Linked DNA regions of Mus musculus: region 2 is linked to region 1. Evidence: chromatin contacts called from public HiCAR-type data. All regions are on one chromosome and are shown on one strand. Each heading gives the region's core, a stretch centred on a gene start, on an enhancer-like site or on the middle of the called end of the contact. The rest is flanking DNA. Distances are from core to core; before and after follow the strand shown.

Evidence for each region. HiCAR-type assays count read pairs that join an accessible place to other places.
Region 2: a HiCAR-type map of kidney shows a contact between it and region 1, with 4 times the contacts expected there. The contact joins two enhancer-like sites. A contact is called at or near these places in 1 of 15 datasets of contacts at CTCF or cohesin (the NIH/3T3 cell line), 10 of 484 Hi-C or Micro-C datasets (cortical neurons, embryonic stem cells, frontal cortex and 5 more), 9 of 115 datasets of contacts at active chromatin or transcription factors (differentiating embryonic stem cells, embryonic stem cells, extraembryonic endoderm stem cells and 4 more) and 1 of 9 other capture datasets (embryonic stem cells).

What each region holds. Positions count from the first base shown.
Region 1 is chr17:43,103,236-43,109,142 of GRCm38.p6, reverse strand. No RefSeq gene overlaps it. Among named protein-coding and RNA genes, the nearest start is that of Gm34627, 11 kb to the left of the region's middle. Within about 2 kb of position 2,857, at least 8 of the 459 cell types and tissues checked have an H3K27ac peak or open chromatin away from gene starts, as enhancers often do. A contact at or near this core is called in kidney, where this site is marked.
Region 2 is chr17:43,227,590-43,233,496 of GRCm38.p6, reverse strand. No RefSeq gene overlaps it. Among named protein-coding and RNA genes, the nearest start is that of Adgrf1, 40 kb to the left of the region's middle. Within about 2 kb of position 3,511, at least 34 of the 459 cell types and tissues checked have an H3K27ac peak or open chromatin away from gene starts, as enhancers often do. A contact at or near this core is called in kidney, where this site is marked.

The DNA of each region.
Region 1 (5,907 bases), core at 1,608-4,107:
CTGCCCAAAACCGAGACACTTTATATCTCATGCCAGCCTAATCCTCCTGAAGTATGTTTTCATCTCGCCCCTCCCTGGACCAGGTCACTCCCTGGCTCCTCGGGGCCTCCTGCTTCAAGTCTCAACTTTGCTGCCCCATGCCAGGCCCACCATCATCCATCCAGCCCTGCCTTGCTTCCTGGTTCACATCTCTCCCCTCCCCTACACACCCTGCCTAAATTATACACAGCTGCATCCTCAAATAGTTTCTCTGCTCATTCCTAGCCCTGGTACTCCTTCCCCGTCTTATATTCAGAAAACCATGTCTTCTCTCTGTCTATAAACAACCTATCCATCATAGTGTGTGTCTGACTAACTGGTAACTATTGACCCATAACACTAACTCCAACGCAAACACTAACTCTGATAGTAAAGCACAGATGCCCGATGCTAACAACTCACTGGACTAAACCTTAACACATTCATGGTACTAATGACCCTGTGAGTTAAGCACTTTGATTATCCTCCTTTTCCATCTCTGAACATAAGAAAGGGGATATGGCCTTGGCCATGGTAGGACCTCTCAGATTTGGTGTCTGTTGAATATAAGAGGCCTTCAGTGATCACAGGAGAAGAGACAGCCCTACCCCATCCTCGGCTATGGGGCCTTTAAGACTTCTCACCACCTTGCCCTCAAATAATTTTTCTCTGCACAGTGCCATAGTCCAGGAAAAGCAGAATTTGGCCTGAAGGCAAGAGCTTAGGAAAATCTGTGTTCAGCATCTGAAATACCCAGTGCCTTCTCGGGGTATCTTAGACAGTGCATATGCATATCCCATCTTAAAGGCATGTGTACGCATTCAGTTAATATGTAATGCCCTCCACTTGAGAAGAACCCATAGTTCCTGATGCGCTGTTTTGTAGTTTTGTTGTGAATAATTGTCAAGTCCCCCCAAAAGTAGAAGCACCCCATAAAACCCTAGACCCTACAAGAATCAGTGCACAGCCAGGTTTGTTTCACCTGTGCCCTTTGACACCCATACCCCACTCCAAACCCTGAGGGATTTGTGCACAAGACCCTACTCACTACATCATCTCAAGGTGAGGATATCTGAAGAAGACATGAAAAGTTTATGTGAGTTGAACTTTCCCCTAATGAACAGTGGAGCTTAGGAAAGAGAAACAAACACACAAGGGATGGACAGAAAACACATCCACCCTGCTTAAATTGCTTCTCGACGTCATGTCTACCTACTTTATTCTTTCCTTTTTCCTTTTCTCCCACATGTGTATGCGTGTGGGGCTGTGTATGCATGCATGTGGATGGATGTGGATACTCCTGTGTGACCAAGCAAATGTGGATGTGGGAAAGAGAGATTGGCACTGGATGTCTTATTGCCTCCATCTTATTCACTGAAACAGGGTTTCCAGCTGAATCTGGAGCACGCTGATTTTGCTAGTTCAGCAAGCCACCTTGCCCTGGAGCTCCCCTTGCCTCTGCCTAATTAGTATTGGTATTATTGGTGGGCTGCCAGGCTCATCTGGAATGTATATGATCCTAAAGTTCTGGTTTCCAGTCCTCCTGTTTGCTTAGCAAACACTCTATGTACCCAGCCACCTCTCCAGGCCACGGGTTATTCTGTATCGTCGTTGTTGTAGACATTGCCCTGTACCTGGCAGTATTAATGGTCTCATTTGGGTTTGTCTTATGAACTTTCCTTGCGTTGAGAACACCCAGTTAGCCAGATCCCTTTTCACCCCTTACTGCACACAACCCCAGGTTTCATGTGGCTCCATATGGTTTATCATTCCCCCCCCCCCCATCTTTCCATCTCAGTTCCTGCCTTCCTTCCAAGCGAATCTCTAGTAATGTTCTAACTTCCTTTTCTTAGCTCCTGGCATGCAGAGGTGAGGTGGGAGCACCTACCAGGCAAGTGAGGTGGGAGCACCTCTCAGTCCATGAGTGAGGACTGAGAGAAGCCATCCTGGAGGGCACGGTGGTGTGATGAGTCTTGGAGGGGAGGAAAGAATTAGCTAGTACAGGAAGGGATGGAAGTACTTAGTGGATGGATGAAAGACATCTGGGGCAAAGGAAACATCTCCAACAAGAAGTAGAAGAAATTTAGGGTTATTGGGGAACGGAAAAAAAGTGCTATATAGCTGGCTCAATGCGTTGGAGTAGATACAGGGACAGATAGTGGTGCTTTAAACAACGTCAGTCTTAATACTGGTTGATCTTTGGGAGCTGGATGGAGCAGGGCTTATAGGAGGGAAGAATTCTTCCTATAAGTAACAGCCATGAGGAACTCCCCGATCACCTGTGGTCTCCAAGCCATTTTCATTTTAGACACCAACTTCTATCAGAATCTATTCTGTCATGACCAATATTACAGTGTCCTCCAAAGATCTGTCCCCGATGAAGAACTGACCTGACATCTAAGACTATCTATCACCCATGGCATGCATATCTATTTAGTCTGCAAACACCTGCTTTCCCAGAAAATGTTTTCAAAACAGAAAGGAGCCAAACATTATTCTTCCACATTTGCTTCATTGGTTCAACAACATGGGAGGATGTTGGTATAAATAACTCACTTTATTGTAGGGATTGTTCTTATCAGGTTGACGGTGATTTGCAGCACACCTGTGGAAAGATATTTAGAACAGATCATGTCCTAGCACAAAGGGCTGTCACATCACTTAGCTGAGACTTTTTGAGACTAGGTGAGCAGCAACCAAAATGGAATCTAGGCTGAGTGAATGCCCGCTGAGTAGGGCCAGTGTGTGGTCTCACTATGGCCGATCTGGTCTAGTCACTGCCTGTGCTCAGTCACTGGAAAGTCTGTACTTTGCTCTGGGCTTATTACACTTGGCCGGTTTCAGAGTTCAAAGGCTGATGGGTAATGTTTTTAGTTCTAGGGGTCATGACTTTGAATTGCTGTGGACTATGTGATAGAAAGCTCTGAAGTGGCACAAGTCATTAAATGACCTCTAATGTGCCTCCCTTTTACATAATGCTCCAGTCTTTATGTCATGGGTATCTAAAGCACTTAAATTTATGGCAAGTAAAAATTTTTTTCTGGCCTAAAATTAAACCACAATTTAATCCACAGGTTAAAATGGACTGGTTTAGCTGGTGGAGGGAGGCATTTGACTGTTGGCTCTAGTTTCACACTTGACAAGATTTAAACTCACAACTTCATCTGGGCTTGTGAGACTTAGTTTCAGGGATCAAGAGTCTTCATCCAAGAGAAAACACTGGGATTTCTCCAGGTCCCCTTCCATCCATATAACATTTAATTTCTATCCATACCCTTGTTTGAGCCCAGGGTTCACAGAACTGTGTTCCTCCTGTGGCTCATGGGTCTTTTTGTTTTGTTTTGTGTTTTGAGGTTTTTTGGTTTGGGTTTTGATTTTTAGGGGTTTTTTTTTGGTCTTTGGGTTATTTGTTTGTTTGGTTGGTTGGTTGGTTAGTTGGTTCATTGGTTTGGGGCTCTAACTATATTGTCTTACCTGATGGTTCTTCTCCCTACTCTTGTCTCACCTGGAAGCTCAGCTGTGCCCCTTACCCTAGGGATTCGATCCAATCTTACAAAGGGAGAGCTGTTACAGGGAGATCTTAGAGCCCAGGTTCCCTGTCTTTAACCTCTCCCTTCCCTCAGTCTGTCTCTATGGAGTTTCGGTCTTACTCGGTCATGTTTGACTGTCCAACAGAGGCTCCTAGCATGCTCTCTGTCCGCGTCTGCGCTCTGAGTCTAGGCTGGGCTCCCACCTATGCTTGGACTTTAGGCTTTTAAAGTGTGAGACCTTGAAATTAGTCCTTGCCACCTCCAAGTGCTATACCCCTGAGACACATGCCCCCGGAGTCTGCCCCCCACGGATCGACATCTGTGGTTTCATGCAGACCTTCAGACCGCATCCGCTTTCCAGTTCACCCAGGCTTGTTGCCCGATAAACACAAGAGAAAGCAAATGCGCATGTCCACCGCTACCTGAGCCTTGGCTGGGTTGTCAGTGCCACATTACCACCTCCTAACTGCTTCTCAATGGTATCTGCTCCATCTCCAGACTCTGATTTCTGATTAGAATCAGCCTGACAATAGTAACCATATCTTTCACGTGACCTTTGGGTTCTCAGAACCCTCAAAGCCACCCTAGCATCTGGGATAGTCTCTTACTCTGAACTCTGAACTTGACTTAAATGTAAAGACATACCCAACAGTGACGGCGGTGCTGGACTCCTGACTAGGACCAGTGCTCTTCCTGGGTGAAGCAGGATTACCAATATTAGTGTCTCTTTTATTTGCCTCTGAAGAAAATAGCTGTTCCATGAGGCAATTTAACAAATTGCATTTATAAAAGCAAGCAAATTAAGATTTCTTTAAATTAAATTATATACTAATCCGTATGTTTTACATTGTCATGCAAATTTAATAAGTTCTGTGTCAGTGATGTTAAGCAGGTTACTGCATTATAGACTTCTTGGGCCCTTTAATATACAGCTGGGGAACATTGAAATGTTGGTAATGAAGGGTGGTGAGGTGCGTCAGCAAATAAAATACTTGTACACAAGCCCTCAGACCTTAGCTCACTTCCTAGAAGCTAAGAAAGGTAAGAGAGAACTACTCACAAAGCTGTCCTTTGGCCTCTACGCATATGCAGTGGCAGGCACACACCCTACCTCCAACTATCACAAATAAAATACCAGCAATAGGTTGGTGAAGGCAGTCAGGGGTGTAGTTGTTTTTCATGTATATTGGCCTATGGATGTATATTTTACCAGAAGTTCCATGAAAACAGATACTGTGCTAACCTTCATTCTCTGATACAAACTGGAGCTGCGTCCATCAATAAAAACTTGACTGAGAAGGAGAGTCAGGTTAGGGAATAGTCGGGGCTTCTCTAAACATTAAATGAAGTAGTACTCACCAGGGATGCACAAGACTGTGGGTTCAGTCCCCAACACTGCCATATTGAGAAAAAGAGTTATGCCCAGAAGCAAACTCTAAATGAATTAGAGACTTAAAGATATGCCCCAGATGATAAAACTTCAGAAGAAAACAGATGGGGAAAGAGCTTTGCCTTTATTCTTGGCTACGATTTCATAGATACATCACCAAATGCACAGGCAACAGACGCAAAAGTAGACAACAGGGACCCCATCTACATAGTTCCGTTTCTATTGCTGTGATAAAATACCGAGTACAAGGCGATTTATAGGAAGAAGATTTTATTTGCCTCATGATTTCCAGAGGGATAAGTGTCCATGATGGTGTGAGGTACGGCAGCAATCGGGCATGGTGAAAGGAGCAGAGATCTGAGAGCCATGTCTCGGACCACAGGCACAAAGCAGCAGGTATGAACTAGACATGTGGGAAACTATCTGTTCTCAGAGTTTACTCCCAGTGATACATTTTCTCCAACAAGCTTGTGGTATCCAAACCTCCCCCCAAAACACCACCAACTGGGAACTGTACTGGCTGGTTTTGTGTGTCAACTTGACACAGGCTGGAGTTATCACAGAGAAAGGAGCTTCAATCGGGGAAGTGCCTCCATGAGATCCAGCTGTGGGGCATTTTCTCAATTAGTGATCAAGGCGGAAAAGCCCCTTGTGGGTGGAACCATCTCTGGGCTGGTAGTCTTGGGTTCTATAAGAGAGCAGGCTGAGCAAGCCAGGAGAAGCAAGCCAGTAAGTAACATGCCTCCATGGCCTCTGCATAAGCTCCTGCTTCCTGACCTGCTTGAATTCCAGTCCTGACTTCCTTTGGTGAACAGCAGTGTGGAAGTGTAAGCTGAATAAACCCTTTCCTCCCCAACTTGCTTCTTGGTGTTTGTGCAGGAATAGAAACCCTGACTAAGACAGGAACCAAGCATTCAAATGCTCAGGCCTGCAGGGAACACTTCTCATTCAGACCAATATAGCATCACA
Region 2 (5,907 bases), core at 2,262-4,761, 120 kb before region 1:
AAGGGAGAGAAAGAAGGAGGGGAGGAGAGAAGTAGAAGAAAGAGAAGGAGAAGGCAAAAGAGGAGAAGGACGACGACGAGGAGGGGAAGAAGAAACCTCTTTCTACAAGATAATCTTGGAGGCCCTGGGTCATGCCTTCAGCTGTTTGCTAAGGCTCTATATGCCAGTCTGCCAGTCTACCAGTCATTTTCTCTGCCGTTGTTCAGTGCTGCTCCCTCTGTGTTTCTGTTTATGCTTTTGTTTCTGCGGGGGAAATAGCTTGACTTTGTTAGCCAGTGAGTGATAAATGTAAACACTCCATAGGGAGTGGTAGCTGATGATCGAGTCCGTGGGTCACCTCTGTTCCACAGCATTCGGGGTTCAGCACAGGGATGGGGCTTGGGATACAAACAGTTTTGTTTTGGACGGACCTGTCCACCAAGCGGTAGGGACTTCCTGTTCAGGAAGCAAGCGTGCAACAATCAGGCCAGTGGAATCCCTCTGCCCAGACTGACAGAGAGCGAGCGCCACTGTGCAACCACATCCTGCCCCAGAAAACACCTGCCTGTAGCAACACTCTGACCAAGCTCTGGTCTGACTCTCAGATGAAAGCCAGCTGACTGAGGACTCAGCATTCCTCCTGAGAAGCAGACATGTTTTTATAATTGCAATTTGCTGGGCTTGTTGCTAAGGGGTTTCTATCAGAGCAAAGCTTGCTGAAGGCTATAAAATGTTTGACCTAGAGGGTGTAGGTCACTGCCTGCTGGGGTAAATGTCACGATGGGGAATTAGATGATAAAAAAAATTTTGTTTTAAATATTTTTTGGCCTGAGAGTCAAAAGCCCATCTCGATATGATTGAATGTTCTGCTGTTCCATATATTTTCTTCCTAAAACCTCTTTCTTCATATTGGCTAGTGTGTGTACGTGTGTGTGAGCGTGAGTGCACATGGATGTATATGGAGATTAAAGAATATCAGGAATCCGTTCTTTTTTTAAGCCTTGTTTTAGGGGCATCTCTTGTTTTTTTTTTCAGGGTTCTGGGGATCGAATTCAAGTAATCAAACCCATATGGCAAACATTCTCAATCACTGGACCATCTCAGTGCCCCTGACCCCAAACCTCTTATGGAATGTTTATAGAATCCCTTAATAACCAGGGGGCAAGATGGTCCCCGGCGAACCTCATTCCCTTCCTGGTGTCCATAGCTCATGTGGTCTCCTCATGCTGAATCAGGACTGACATGTGTGACCAAAGACACAGTACACGTGATAGAGTCTCGCTCCTGAGATCGGGTCAGAGAAGTACTGCATAGAGCTGCTGACTGGGCCGTTTAGATGGTTCACCCTCAGGAACTACCAGGCCACAGGGACCCTTGGCAGATCCATAAAGAGTCTCACTGTGACATCGCTCCGATCACTAAGCATGTAATGAAACAGTCCTGGAAGTCATTTCTCTGTTAAGCCTTTTGGTGACCATGACATGATAGCAATCTTACAGGAGTAAGCTCCCACCTAGAGAGGTCTCCCCTGAATTCTGGCCCTTGGTCTTGGTGGAGAGACAATGGTGATGTAATACACTAGATAAATTTGGTAGCCATTTGAGATCCAGTGAGAAAGAAGTAAACACAAATCCTCTTCTGAGGCTTCGGGATCTTGTAGAGGAGAAGTTTGAATTCTTGAGACAGAGTTCATACAGTGAATGTTAGATCATATTGCTCGAGGCAATGGCAAACATTTTTTTTTTTTTGGAGAATTCTTTCCTGTAATTAGCATTGGCTTTTTGACGTCCACTTTTGCCTTTATGAAATTCCAGAGCACTCACATGTAAAAGTCTTACACCATTGCCTTTAAGTCTGGCCTCATCAATGCCCTGGACGTGATGTTATTCTCCTTACAGTCTATAGCTGATGTGGTGGGTTTAAATACGAGCCACTAGTTGAAGGCTGGTAAAGATTGTTCTGGTATCTCCATAGCACTACTAACTTGCAGTACCCAGGACCTTAGAGAGTTCATGCTCCAGAGGGAGCCAGCAAACATACACACCCACACAGTCAGCTGGAAGGTGAACCAATGAAAGAGTATGGATGGAGAGAATTCAGGTGGTCCGTCCACTGCTGTCTGCCTCAGTTTCCGGGTCAGCACCTCAGCTGCAGAAGAGGGCAGAGATCTAGTCATATATATGTGTATATATGTGTGTGTGTGTATACATATATGCATACATACATACATATATATGTCATATAGTCACATACATATATGACACACACATATAGTCGTAGAAATACATCACAGTGACTGGAATGCAGAAAGCAGAGACACAATCCGCTCTCCAAATGGGTGTTTGAGATGCTGAGGTGTAGCAAAGTCCTCTTAGACTGAGTTGTGGGCCTGAGCTTTGGAATTCCATTTTAGAGGGATGAAAAGGAGGCGAGGAGGCTGGCATCCTCTCTCTGATGCTCAGCATCGCCGCGGGCAGACTTCTCAGGCTTCCTCTGTCACAGCTGTGCAAGCCCTCCATCTCCTCCCTGCTGCCTCTTCCCCCAACGTGGCCCTTTCTGTAACAGTTTGAGTCACACATTAGTAACTTACCAGTAAGTTCAAGCAAGGCCTTGAAAGCAGAGGACAGAATTCCTCTTCTTAAGGAAATCAACGAGGTAAGTTTGACTCCTGTATGGATTGAGTGCTTTTACAAATGCTAGGCCGCTTTCTCCAGGAGTCATATAGCCATTCTGTCATATGTCTGACATATTGTCGTCTCCTCCTCCTCCTCCTCCTCCTCCTCCTCCTCCTTCTCCTCCTCCTCCTCCTCCTCCTCCTCCTCCTCCTGCAGGACAGGGTTCTACTTTGTAGCCCTGCCTGGCCTGGAACTTGATATAGAAATCTGGCTTGCCTCAAACTGAAAGAGATCCTTCTGCCTCTGCCTCCCAAGTGCTGGGATTAAAAGTGTGCACCACCACCACTGCCCACCCTGTCTTCTCGACAAGCCTTCAATCTTTCATTTTGAGGCAGCATCTCCGTCTGAAGCCTAGACTGTGTCAAAAGTTCCTATGCAGTCCAGGCTGGCCTCAAACTCCCAGTGACCCACCTGCCTCAGCCTCCCAAGTATTAGATGTTTCAGGTTCATACAGTCACATTCAGCTTAGTCTTGAGTCCTGTTATACCTCGTACCTTCCTACAGGAAACACAGAAAGTGAGCCTGGCTCTCTAGATACCCTGGAAACCTCTTCCATGGGATGTGGTACTGCCGAGGCCACATTAGCTTAAGACAATTAAGCAGCCTCAAATACCACTAGCCCCAAGGTCATGTGGCACTACACACTCAGTGTAGCATTACAAAGTATTTCTCTCCAAAGCCCCTCAGCTTTCATCACTAGGTAAGAGCAGCCAAGGGCAAAAACCCTTCCTCCTTTTTTCTTCCTAGATTGGTTTTTCTCACTTCAACCCCCAGAGGGCGCTAGTCTTCAAAAAACCCACCAGACTAGCAAGGCAGGGAAGTGCAGAATGCCAGCTGTTCACCCTGCAGGGAGGGAAAACCCTTGGCAGTTCTCCGTGAATAATTTACACTGGTGAAATCTAACCACAGGCTTTAATAGCACTTGTAAGTGGGTATCTTCTCCCCTAATGGTAAAGAAGCCCCAAGCCATGCTTTATCTTTCTTGCCATTTCTTCTCTTCTCTCAGCCACTGTCTCCGGGCACTGGGAGACTTTCTCCAGAAGCTAAACCCATGCTTCTCACTTCGCGTCCGTCCGGTTAGTATCAGAAAAATGGGAGACGCCAGGCATTGCAGGAGCCAGACATTTGCAGGCTGTAAGACTTCAGGACTGCAAGAGAGCAAAGGACACCAGTCTTGGGGTTCCAGAGATCTTGCCTCCTATCCGGACTTTGGGTACATAGTAGAACCATAACTCAGCCTTACTTATGCCTGAAACGATCGTCAATCTTGTCGATTCTAGCCATAGAACAAATTCATCTGGACATGCAGCATGCTAGCACAACGGGAATGCATTTCAAAGTGAGTTGTGTCCCAAGGTCCCTCTTACCACCTTCTCAGGACATACACATTGACACCAACTCTTGAATGGTCTCCTACAGAAGCCTCACCACTTATGCGAGTTAAATTACTTCCTTTCCCTACCCAAAATAAACCCCAAACCCTCCCCCCCCCAAAAAAAAATCACTTGTTTTTTTTTTCATTTGCCTGGCATCCTGCCAAACATTAAGGATGAAGTAAGGTTATTTGAGATCCAAAAGCAAGATAATCGAAAAGGCAGGTGGAGGAATGAAGAAGAGTCAAGAGAGACCTCAGAGGCAGACAAGGTTGGAAATTGCTTAGCAGGAACGCCTTTTATAGTGTAGGGAGTTATGCCTCCCCTGTGCCCACTTGAATACCTGATGTCTTCAGACCAGGCTTAGAAAGTTACAGGTTTTTCTGAATTGAGAAAGCCCAAACACAGACCTTGAGAAAGTGCCCTTCCTTTGTAGCTGAAGATGCTTTCAACAGTCACTGAGCTAGGACCACGGAACAGGGACAACTGTAAATCTCCAGATTGCTGCATGCTGTCCTCAAGGGTCTTTCTGTCTAGCAAGGGACACAAACAACAAACAAGTGGTTACAACACAGTGAAATAAACATCATCTGTGTTTGAGACAGGTGTCACATGCTTAGGACCTGATTAAAGGAGATGGGGTTCTGGGCTTTGTTGCAACAGCCTGCATCCTTCATCACTTGACATCTCTAGATGCCAAGCTGACTTGTCTGGAACAAACTGTCTTCCAGTTCCTCTTCCCCATCATATCACATGACTTCTGCCTCTCCAATGATCCTAAGGAAGACTCATGAATTATGCTTTAAGATGCCATGAGATGAACCCTAACCAGATCCCAGGCTCATAAGGTATGAAGAACGATATATTTAAGTCTTCATTCATCATGTGTGTATCTTTTCCAAACATGTTTCTAATTTTTATTGATTTTTTTTAATGTGGTTTGAGAATGTCTGGTCTTCTCATTATAAAATTGTGCCTGCTTTAAAAACATGGCAATCGTCAACCACCCCAGCCACATCGGGATCTGTCCTGGGCTTACCGTTAAAAGAACCAAGTCCTGGAGAAACCCTCATTCAGAGTGAACTGCTACAATGGCTCTGAGCTGCATTCTTCATTACACAGGGCATAGGGGGGAAAAAAAAGAAGGGCAAATCGTGCGGAAAACAGTTGCTCCACAAGGCCCAAGGTGCTTCCTGGATCTGAAGAGGAAACCTGTAATAATTAATAAACACAAACACCCTTGTGAATGATGACAAAGTTATGTACAAGAAAACAAGTACCACACACACTGAAGTTACCCAGAGTGACTCGGATGTGTGTTTTTCTGGGAAAACGCAGAGGCTGATAGCATGGGCTCTGGTGTAAGATATGCGGTCTCCAGTCAATCACTTATCGCTTATATTGCTGCGTGACTGGTCAGTTGCATAATCTGTAAATTAATTTCCTTTGCTGTAAAACTGTAATGCACCTACTTTGAAGTGTTCTCTCCTTTAATGCTCTGGGGAGATGGATGGCTCAGTGGGTAAAGCCCTCGCTGGGTAAGCTGAGGACCTGAGTTCAGATCCCAGCACCCCATGTGAAAGCCAGACACAGTGACAAGTACCTGTAATTTCAGTGATGGCAAGGTGGAGACAAGAGGGTTCCCAGTACTTACTTAGCCGCTACTCTAGCTGAAGCAAAGAGCTCCGAGTTCATTGAACAACCCCCTGTCTGGAAAAATAAAGAGGAGGCATGGAAAGAAGACTCAGAGGGTAAAGGGTGCTTGCCACAAAAGCCTAACTTCCTGAGCGCAACCCTCAGAACCACATTAATGTGAGCAGAGAAACTCAATCCCACAGAGTTGTGATCTAACGTCCACACACATGCTATAGTATTGTATC